Regions from separate parts of the Rattus norvegicus genome. Here region 1 is linked to region 2. The links are chromatin contacts, called in public Hi-C maps. All regions are on one chromosome and are shown on one strand. The core of a region is the stretch at or near the end of the contact, and the rest is flanking DNA. Distances in the headings are between cores, read along the strand shown. Region 1 has its middle 37 kb from the start of Ddx1. Region 2 has its middle 140 kb from the start of Mycn.

Region 1 (4,731 bases), core at 719-3,218, 120 kb after region 2:
GCGCAGAGTAAAAGCACTAGGGATGTGCAAATGAGTGACAGGAGTCCCTGGGCCTTGACACTTACAGGCTAAGCAGTGAGATAGAGCTGCAGTCTGAACCCTGACACTGACTGCCTTCCTTCAGAATCTTCATTCTGACTTTCCCTATTGGAGTCACCTTGGGAAAAAGACCTCATCTCTTTCTAAACAAAGCTCTGCCGGCTTTGTTAATCTTTCTGAAACAAGACTCTCTGGTTCCATTGATTTTCTTCTGTTGTTTCCATTTTTTATTAACATCTGCTCTAATCTTTACTGTTCCCTCCCGTCTGCATGCTTTGGGACTTGCTTCTCTCTTTCTTCCCCCTAGTACCTTAAGATGGGGATTTAACATGAGATTCTTTTTATATCATTTTTTAAAAAGTTATGCATGTATGTGTACCATGTGCATGACTAGTGTCCTCTGAAGCCCAAAGCGGGCATCAGATCCCCTAGGGTGGAGTCATGAGTGGCTTCTGGGAACCAAGCTCACACCCTCTGTAAGAACAGCAGGTGCATCTCCTACCTCCCCTCTTTCCCCCCTTTAATGCAATGATTCCCGGCTATAAATTTCCCTCTAAGCACCACTTCAGCTTTCACCTTTCTCAGAGCAGTTTCTAACTCCTCTCAGGAGGTCTTCTTTGACGCGTTGGCTCCATTTCTTCCCTGTGCTTGCTACTATGTCCATGCTTTCTGTTCTTGACTTCCAAGTTCATTTCAGTGTGTTTGGTGCCTGTGTGGCTCTAGTTCTTGTAAGCACACTGAGGCTTGTTTATGGACTACCGCATCCTGGGGGATGCTCTCTGCGCACTAGAGGGATGTGTATTCTGCTGTTGGGGCCTCTAAAGATTGAGTCTTCTCAGCTTATATTCCTTTACAATTAAGTCTTTCTGATTCCTGTTGAAAACCAGGTATTGGAGTATCTAAATAGTATTCTTGAGTGGTTACCTTTGTTACTTTAAACCACGGTTTCCTTAAAGGACAATAACTATTCCTGCTTCACAAAGGGGTAAAGAATTAAAAAATACTCTGGGTGGTAGTGCATGCCTTTAATTCTAGCACTGGGTAGGTAGTGGCGAACAGATCTGTGAGTTCAAGGCCAGTCTGGTCTACAGAACAAGTTCCAGGATAGCGATAGATAGATAGATAGATAGATAGATAGATAGATAGATAGATAGGTAGATAGATAGATAGACAGACAGATGAATGGGTTGGTGGATGGACAGACAGATAGGCAGGCAGGCAGAAAACCAAGACACAGCCTGCACAGTGAGCACTGCTGCAGTGCCTCTGGATGACTGGCAGTGCACAGTGGTGGGAAGAAAGATTTCCTCCCAGTAGCTGGTTCTGCAGGGTAGCTGGCTGGTTTTGAGTTCCATCAACACGGCTTTAGTCTGAGGGAAATAGTCGAGGCTCAGCCCTGTATTCGCTACAGACTAATTTCCAAGATATGCCTATCTCCCGTCTTAAAAAAACAAAACAAAACAAAACAAAACAAGCTAACAGATTCTAACTTCTCATCCTAACTGTGCTAGCTGGTTCTCATGGGAGGGTCTTGTCACTTACCTACTCCCCTCTCCTCCCTTTCTTTTCCCAGTTTAACAAATGCCTGCTAGTCAGACTGTGTCATGGGTCCAGAGGATCCTGAAAGCAGGCCTGCTTTAAACACCCTTCTCTCTGCAGCAAGAGGCACTATGTCTAAGCAGGTAAATAAAATGCAGGAAATGTACACTCTAGGAACAGAAGGAACAAAAGGTTTGGAGCACACATAAAGGCAGAGGTGACTTGCCTAGTAGGGAGGGGATTGAGGAGAAGCAGAAAGCGTAGTTCCCAACAAAGCATTAACAAAAGCTGACAAGAAGTGCGGTCCTCGATAGATAGCAGCTTGGGTTTCATAACCCTCCCTGCCCCTGCCAGCCCTCTTAGGTGGGAGGGGCCCAGGGGAGGAAAACAAGAGGATGTAACACTAAGTGAGTCATCCAGCCTCAAATAACCGAGAGCTGCTAAAGCAGAAAGTTCTCAACTTGGAAGTGTGCCAGCTTCAGCGCTGCAAAAATAGCCATGATGAATTCACATATTTCTTGCGAGTGTGTCGGTCCATCGTACCAGTGAAATCTCAGCCATAGCAAATTGGAATTTGGGGCCCATATGCTCAAAATCATGCTCAGATTTTGGTCAAAGGTTTTCTTGAGAAAGCTAAAAAAGCTGTATTTTTCTACTGAAAGTGGTCTATTCTCTCATTCTGTTGGGGTTATTAAGACTGTGGGATATTGTTTCCTGCTTGGAGTGAAAGGCCTCTTGGTGTTTTTCTGTTGGAGGTCTCCGTGTCTATCACCTCAGCAGAAGAGTCCCGTCAGTTGGAAAATGCCCCATAACGTGAGGATGTCTGCACACTGTAGAGAGGTAGTGTAGCTCAGAGGCCTTTCGCTCGAGCATGGGTCTCAGCTTCCCTGATGCTGCAACTTTTTAATACAGTTCCTGATGCTGTGGTGACCCCCCAACTATAAAATCATTTCGTTGCTACTTCAGAACTGTAGTGTTGCTTCTGTTACGAACTGTAATATAAATGTCTGATATGCGATCCCTTTAGTGACCCACAGGTTGAGAACCACTGCACTAGGAGCACCTTGATCCTCCTGGAATAGGTGTGTGCCAGTTTTAGGGAGTTTTGAGTTAACTTATAATGTGTAGGGGAGACAAAGAGATGAGCAGAGGTTTTCCTGGAGGGGCCCAGCAGGAAAACCTACCTTCCAGGGCTTGAGAAACTCAACATCCACGACTCTTGGGCCTCAGGCTCCTTACCTGACAAAAGGATAGCCTGGCTCTTACACGAGTCAGAATACAAAACATCTGGCTTCTAGGTGGCACTCCAGGGCTGACTTTGCACTCAAGGGGGTGGATAGGATGACTCAGGGCTCCGACACTGGGTAAGATCTTGACAGTCAAGAAGGTGGGAAGCTCTCCCAGCAGGCAGCCGAACAAGAATAAAGGCAGTCACAGTGCCATTACTAATAGCTACCCTCTCGGTGCTTAGGCTTCCTCGCCTTTAGGAGGGAAAGGTGTAGGTAACCTAGCTTCTGGGTTTTAGGACTGAACCAGAATGGGCACGTAGAATGCTGCTAAGTTCACAGTATAGACCAATAAGTGTTACCAGTTGCTTTTACATGGGGTGGGGGTGAGAAGACCAGGTGGCTGGTATGAACTGAGAGGATTTAAGGAGGAAGGTTTGGAAATAAATTGTAGAGGACTTTGAGTGCCCATCTTAGGTTGGATTTAATTAGTAGAGGCCTATCTCATTTTCTTGGGTGGGTTTGACACAGATTGATAAGCATACAACAGTAAGTGTAAGTTTAACCATGCATTCAATCGTAGAAACCAAATGGATTCCTGTCACAGATTTAAATGGCCCCAGCAGAGGATGCTCTTGAGTTGGTGACTCGGTTCTGCTTCCAGCACCTAAGCAGGTATTCACTGATAGCAGAAGCTATAACAGCTAGTGAGACGGCTCAGCACTTCAGAGCAGTTGTTGCTCTTGCAAAGGACCTGGGTTTGGTTCCAGCACTCATATGTTGGCTCATTTGTAAATCCAGTTCCAGGGGATACAACGTCATCCTGAGAGCTCCACAGGTACCAGGCTCGTAAAATATGTACATACATCAAGTAAAGTTAAAAAAAAAGGAAGGAAACTAGACGTCACTTGCTGAGAAGGGAGATTCTGAAAGATTCTCAATGTTTTGAGCGGTCAACTGAGTCCTCATGAGCTGCCATCTCAAGTGACTAAGCTCATTGTCTGTGCTGTGCAAGCCCACACATCCTGCCCTTGTCCTCACCCATACCCACCCAGAGGCAGGCAAGTCCACTAGGGCCATTCCACAAATTTCTAGCATGCTCTCAAGGGGCAGTGGCGTAGTTCCTAGGATCAGCTGTGAAGGAGGCAGGAGGCCGGTGGGTGTCAGCAATTAGTTATCGTGATGCCCACACCCTTCATTCAGAGCTGGCCTTTCAGAGACTAGCTGAATCAAAGGAAATGACTGAGAAAAAGCACTCCAAGTTCTGGAGATGTTAATGAGCGCAGCAATTAGCATAAGCAGGATCCTGACACGTATGGAAATTCTTTATACAGAGAAGTCTCCAATGGTGGGTGGGCCCAAGAGAAGGCTGGGGTGGTGGTCCACCCTACTGTGACAGGAGGAACCACCCAGGCACTAACCATGTGGGGCCAATTTGTTGAGGAAAAAAAAATCCCAATTCACACTTCTTGGCCTTCAAGATCTAGGTTTAAAAAAAAAAAAAAAAAAGACCACAGCCTCTGACAAATGTAATGAGGAAATAATTCCTTGGAATCTGTGAATTTGCTTAGATGGGAAAGAGGCAAGTCAGGTAATCCTTAAGTGACCCCAAGTGGTAAAAATACACCAGCACATGTGTTCAGGCCTCTGTGGGTATTCATGGCGTGACACTAGCACCACCTAGTGTACTCGGCTGGAAACGAGCCACAGACCCACAGACCTGACCCTGGTTGTCTCCACTATCATGTCTGTCTTACTCGGCAGGGCTTTCCCGGTGCTGAGTTGTGAGTCAATAGCAGTGGGGAAATGAGTAACAATTTATGGATGGACATACATTACAAGATTTGTTATTACAGCCTACAGCACTAATACCAATATTTTAAGTAAATAGTATGTAATGATACGGATATGATCCAATTTCTCCAAA
Region 2 (4,928 bases), core at 1,641-4,140:
TGTCCCCTTAGCATCCCTGGACACACTTAGAGTTACTTTTTCAGTGATTGGTTTTTTTGGGGGCTCCTTCTTTACCTCTCCCTCCTCTTCCACCATTGGCCCTTCTGAACTCCTCTGTGAGAAGCTTAAGAAAGGCCTCCAGGACAGCTGGAACATCAGGGTGGTCAGGGGACTCCCTTCCCCCTCCTCAAGGTGGACAGAAGACATCCTGCGACCTTCCTCTGTGGTTATCTCCTTCATCTGTAAACATCTCGCAGCTTCTCTGGACAGCCGCAGCCTCACACTCAGGGTGACAGGCTGTTTGGATGTACCGAGATTCTCGCCGGCCTGCCTTTGTTCTCTGGGCTTAATGAAGGGACTGCTAAAACCTCGGTTCCAAGATAAGATGACAGCGCAGTCTTTTAGGATTATAGATGGTACACAAGAGGTGACAGGATGAATTCCTGTGTGCACAGGGGTCTGGAAGTCCTGCCTGTACCCAGAGGGTGTGCTCATCTTCGTTGCTACAAGCTTAGTCCTTTGGTTTCCAAAACAAACATACCAGAAGATCAGAGAAAACAGCAGTGGCATGCACTTGGGGTGGAAGAAGCAGAGGCCATTGCCCCAGCAGAGTCAGGCCTGGACACACCTAGTAGGGTATTTCCACATCAGCGCACCTTCAGACCAACTCACCCCTGGTTTCTTTCCCTCACGATAAGAGCCGAATTGCAGTGAGTACAGTTTAGTTTACAAAGTGGTTCTACTTGATTTAACATGGTCATCCTGCTCCTTGAGAAAGGCGACATGAGGTGAGGGCTCTTGGATGCCAGCGTCAAGTCCACTCCACTGCTCTACTGATCATCCACTCTTTGAACGTGGGCTAAGAGCCACTTGTTGTCTTCCTTGGGAAGGTGATTGTCCCAGGAAGCCTTGGGAAGGCCATGAGGAGTCAAGTAGGCTGGAAGACTCTCATTCTGTTCATATTTTTCAAGCATGAGTGTGGTTTCCTGCCTGCCAAATGGAGGCAGCATCCATCTGCTTTGTCCTCTGCAGTACATGGTACCTGGAACAGGGTAAAATTTGTTCATGGTATATATGTATGTATGTTTGTATTTGTGTATGTGCATATATGCCCATGCATAGTATGTATGCCTGTGTATGACCATGTGCAAGCTTGAGAGTGTGCCTCTGTGTGTGTGTGTGTGTGTGTGTGTGTGTGTGTGTGTGTGTGATGTCTTTCTCAATCATACTCTACCTTAAGCTTTGAGACAAGATCTCTCACTGAAACTAGATCAGCACTGACTGGCCAGTGAACTCCCAGGATTCTGCTGTGTCTGCATCCCCTGTGATGAGATTACCAGCATGCACCACCACACTCACCTTTACATGGGAGCTGGGGATTAAGCTTGGTCCCTCATGCTTGTAGGGCAAACGTTATAGCTATACCATCTTCCCAGCACACATGCTATATCTCTGCTGCTTGACTAAGCAGTTCACGGATGAACCTGCACTTTCCTTGAACTGCCAGAGCAAAGGTGGAGGAACCTAGGTTTCTGACTTCGGGGATTTTGTACCCCAAAGTCCCTCTAGGCATCTCTGGACAGGTGAAAGTCCCAAGTGGTTCCTCTACAGTTCATCCCGCACACCCTCCCCTCCCAGCACCCCAGAGACAGAGGTGTTTTTTCTTCTGACCACCGGAAGCTGATCTTACACCTTTCCCACCTCACACAGACCCAGAGATACCAAGTAGCTGAGCACACAGGTGCAGAGCTGCCTGAGCACCACGTGGACCAGTTTGGAGACTGGACATGGCTTCTAGGATCGACTCAACTTCCAAGGGAGGCTTCCCTGGGGCCCTACCAGCATTTAGCCAGAGTTTCGTGGCCACCCCTGTCACCTTCCTCTCATTTCCTGTGTCCAGTCCCAAAGGGCTAGGGAGGGCTGTAACACAAGTCTTGGAGGCCATGGTTGAGTTTTCAGCAAGGTCCTCAACCTTGAACAACCTCCTTCTGGCATCTTGCATGTTATCAAAGTCTTAATAACTTCAGTGTTTCAGACCCAGAGGCTGGATATATAGCCAGCAGGCTATTCCAAGGGTAAGTGAAGTTGTGCAGCTACATTTTCCTACTTCTTACCACACCTTGATTTTCTTGCTTTGTGCCTCTCCTCCACAGTACACATGCCCATGTTGCAGCTGAGGCCTGCCAGCTAGCTGGGTCTATTCTGCTGGCAAGCTGAGGGCTGAGGGTCTCGGGCTATGCATTCCCAGGCAGACATTGGCCTCTGGGGCAGACTTTTAGGTGGGTGCAGTTTGATGCACTGTGTAACTGAAAATATACTGTGACAGAGAACAATAAACACAGGGCTGTGCGAGGGACATTCCCTCCTGGCAACTGTCTGATCAGTGAAGGAATATTTTGTACCCATTCTTCTAACCATGGATATACTTGGAAGTGAGCCACCCACGCCTGCCTAGCTCCTCTAACTCTCACTATCACATCAGTTCTATCATAAGAGCCTCTCTCCTGGGCCTCTCCTCCTTCAGTCTGACACCTCAAAAGTATATGCATACTGTGAAACCCCCATGACACAGCTGTCCCCTCTCCATTACCCCCACTCCATCATCCTTAATCACTCCACGTTGCCCCAAGACAAACATTGACTGTGGAGATTGGAATTTAAAGCTGACCTCTGTTGCCGGGCTGTTCCTTAGCTGTGTAGCACTGAAGACAGAGAAGGCTGTACCATTCACTTGCTGGCCATCCCACCCTCTCTATGCTGGGCCCAACCCAAGTATTACCTTGTCTATCAATCACACTTCTCACACGCTCTTTAGCCGGTAACTCTACTACCCACAGTACATATGATGAGTCTCTCCAGCACTCACCCACACATCTTTTCATGGAGCTACTTCTGCATCACTGATGCCACACAAGTAGCAGGACTGTGACTCACCCCTCATTTTGTGCCTGTTCCCACTCTGGAACTTCGCAGAACAAGAAACAGACACAAACCTAAACAAACCACAGCACAGCTTCAAAGTAGCCAGTGAAGAAACGCATTAGTGCATGTCTTTGGGTTGATGTGTAGGCCCTGGCAGCAATGGAAGAATCTACTGAGGAATCATACCAATAAGTTGTGTTCTGCTTAGATGTTCCTTGGAGAGATGGTAACCTTGGGTGCCAAGCTCACAGTGTCCTGTGAGGGATGAAACCCTTCAGAGGTCTTTATTCACTACAAACCATAATTAATATACTCACTATCAATAAATATAATAAATCCTCCTCTATATGAGCTTAAATCTCTACTGAGCTAAGAAACTAAGAGAATTTTTTTTTAAAAGTGACAAATCCAAAGGACAAAAGAACAGATTAAAAAAAACCCAGGAAACTTAAGGAATCTGGGGCATGCTCTCAGGGTCACTGCTAATGAACAAAGAAGAGGCACCCAGAATACCTGTATCTCCCTGTTCCAGAGCCACCAAACAGACAGAAGGAGGGAGAAAAGGACAGAGACCTCAAGATGTGAGGAGGTTTGGGTGAAATTGATCAATAGCCTCAAGTGAAAGGGAATTAAATTGAGAGAACAATGACAGAGCCCACACACATGTACTTGCAAATATGTACACATACACACACACATGAGCATACACACATATACATGTGCAAACACACATGCACAAATACATGTACATATGAACACACATGTTTATATGTGCAAACACATATACATGTACACAAATGTGCACACACATGCACACACACACATGCACGAATGGAACATACACATGCATACACAAACACAAGTACTAATGAGATAGTGGGTGGTGTTGGGACATAGCTAACATGCCCCAAAACAGGAAACGAGGAACCTGCTTAGTAACAGAAAGGGAGTGGACACCCAGTTAACACACTGTTGTCTCTATCTGTTCAGTGCACACATAGAAAAATGAACAGTAGGTCACTTCTCAAGTCCCTGATGAGAGCAACTCTCAGAGCATGTCCTTCCTCCAGCTACTGTTGCCATCACACAGTACTACACTGACTTAACTATTCCCCAAGAACAAGGGTTCCCTGGGACAACAAAGACATTATCTTTTTTTATTATTTTATCTACTTTATATCCTGCTCACTGCCCCCTCCCAGTCACCCCCTCCCACAATCCTTCCCCTAATCTCCCTCCCCTTTTCCTCTGAGTATGTGGTGGCTCCCAACCCTGGCATATAAAGTCCAAAGACACTATCTTTAGCAGTTCCATGGGTTTGCTTACCACATACCACAGTTCCAGACATGTTCTGGTAATCTATACATGTGACCTATACACACAACAGAGTAAGAGTCAGTACCCAGATGGGTAAGAATTCTGGTACATACTATGTGAATGACTTTGGAAGACATGGGGTTAAATGAAATAAGCGAGACACAAAAATTGTATCATTCTGCTTAAAAGATCTCTGAAGTCTTCAAATCCATAGAGACAGGAAGTAGGAGTGGGCATAACCAGGGGTAGAGAAAGGGTGAGAGTTGTGTTTACTGTGAACAGAAAGTTTATGGAGGTTGCTGGAGTGACTGTTGCAAGCCAACCTGAAATAACTTAATGCCACTGGAGTGTAAACTTTAAAAATGGTTAAAATCATGTATTTTACACATACATAGTTTACTGCACATATAGATGAATGCTAGATACTGGCTTTTTTATAAGTGGAGCCAGCAAACACACAGCTTGCCTCTCCTACTCTGCTTTCTCCCACATAATATTGCAAACTTCCTGACTGGATAGATCCCAAGGAGACTGGGTTGTGCTTTTCATTCTTCTGCCTACTCCAGTCAGAAAACCAAATGATTGACCAGTAAGGTTGGATGACGTCACAGGGGAGAATCATGGCCACTCGTGTTGGCAGGGAGGGAAAGCAGGACCCACAAAAATTGGGAGGATGAAAAAGGACTTCT

Evidence for each region. A called contact is a pair of places that touch in the nucleus more often than the background predicts.
Region 1: a Hi-C map of frontal cortex shows a contact between it and region 2, with 2.5 times the contacts expected there. The contact joins two enhancer-like sites. A contact is called at or near these places in 2 of 12 Hi-C or Micro-C datasets (Schwann cells and frontal cortex).

Annotation. Positions count from the first base shown.
Region 1 is chr6:41,716,548-41,721,278 of GRCr8, forward strand. No RefSeq gene overlaps it. Among named protein-coding and RNA genes, the nearest start is that of Ddx1, 37 kb to the right of the region's middle. Within about 2 kb of position 1,969, at least 21 of the 93 cell types and tissues checked have an H3K27ac peak or open chromatin away from gene starts, as enhancers often do.
Region 2 is chr6:41,594,706-41,599,633 of GRCr8, forward strand. No RefSeq gene overlaps it. Among named protein-coding and RNA genes, the nearest start is that of Mycn, 140 kb to the left of the region's middle. Within about 2 kb of position 2,891, at least 19 of the 93 cell types and tissues checked have an H3K27ac peak or open chromatin away from gene starts, as enhancers often do.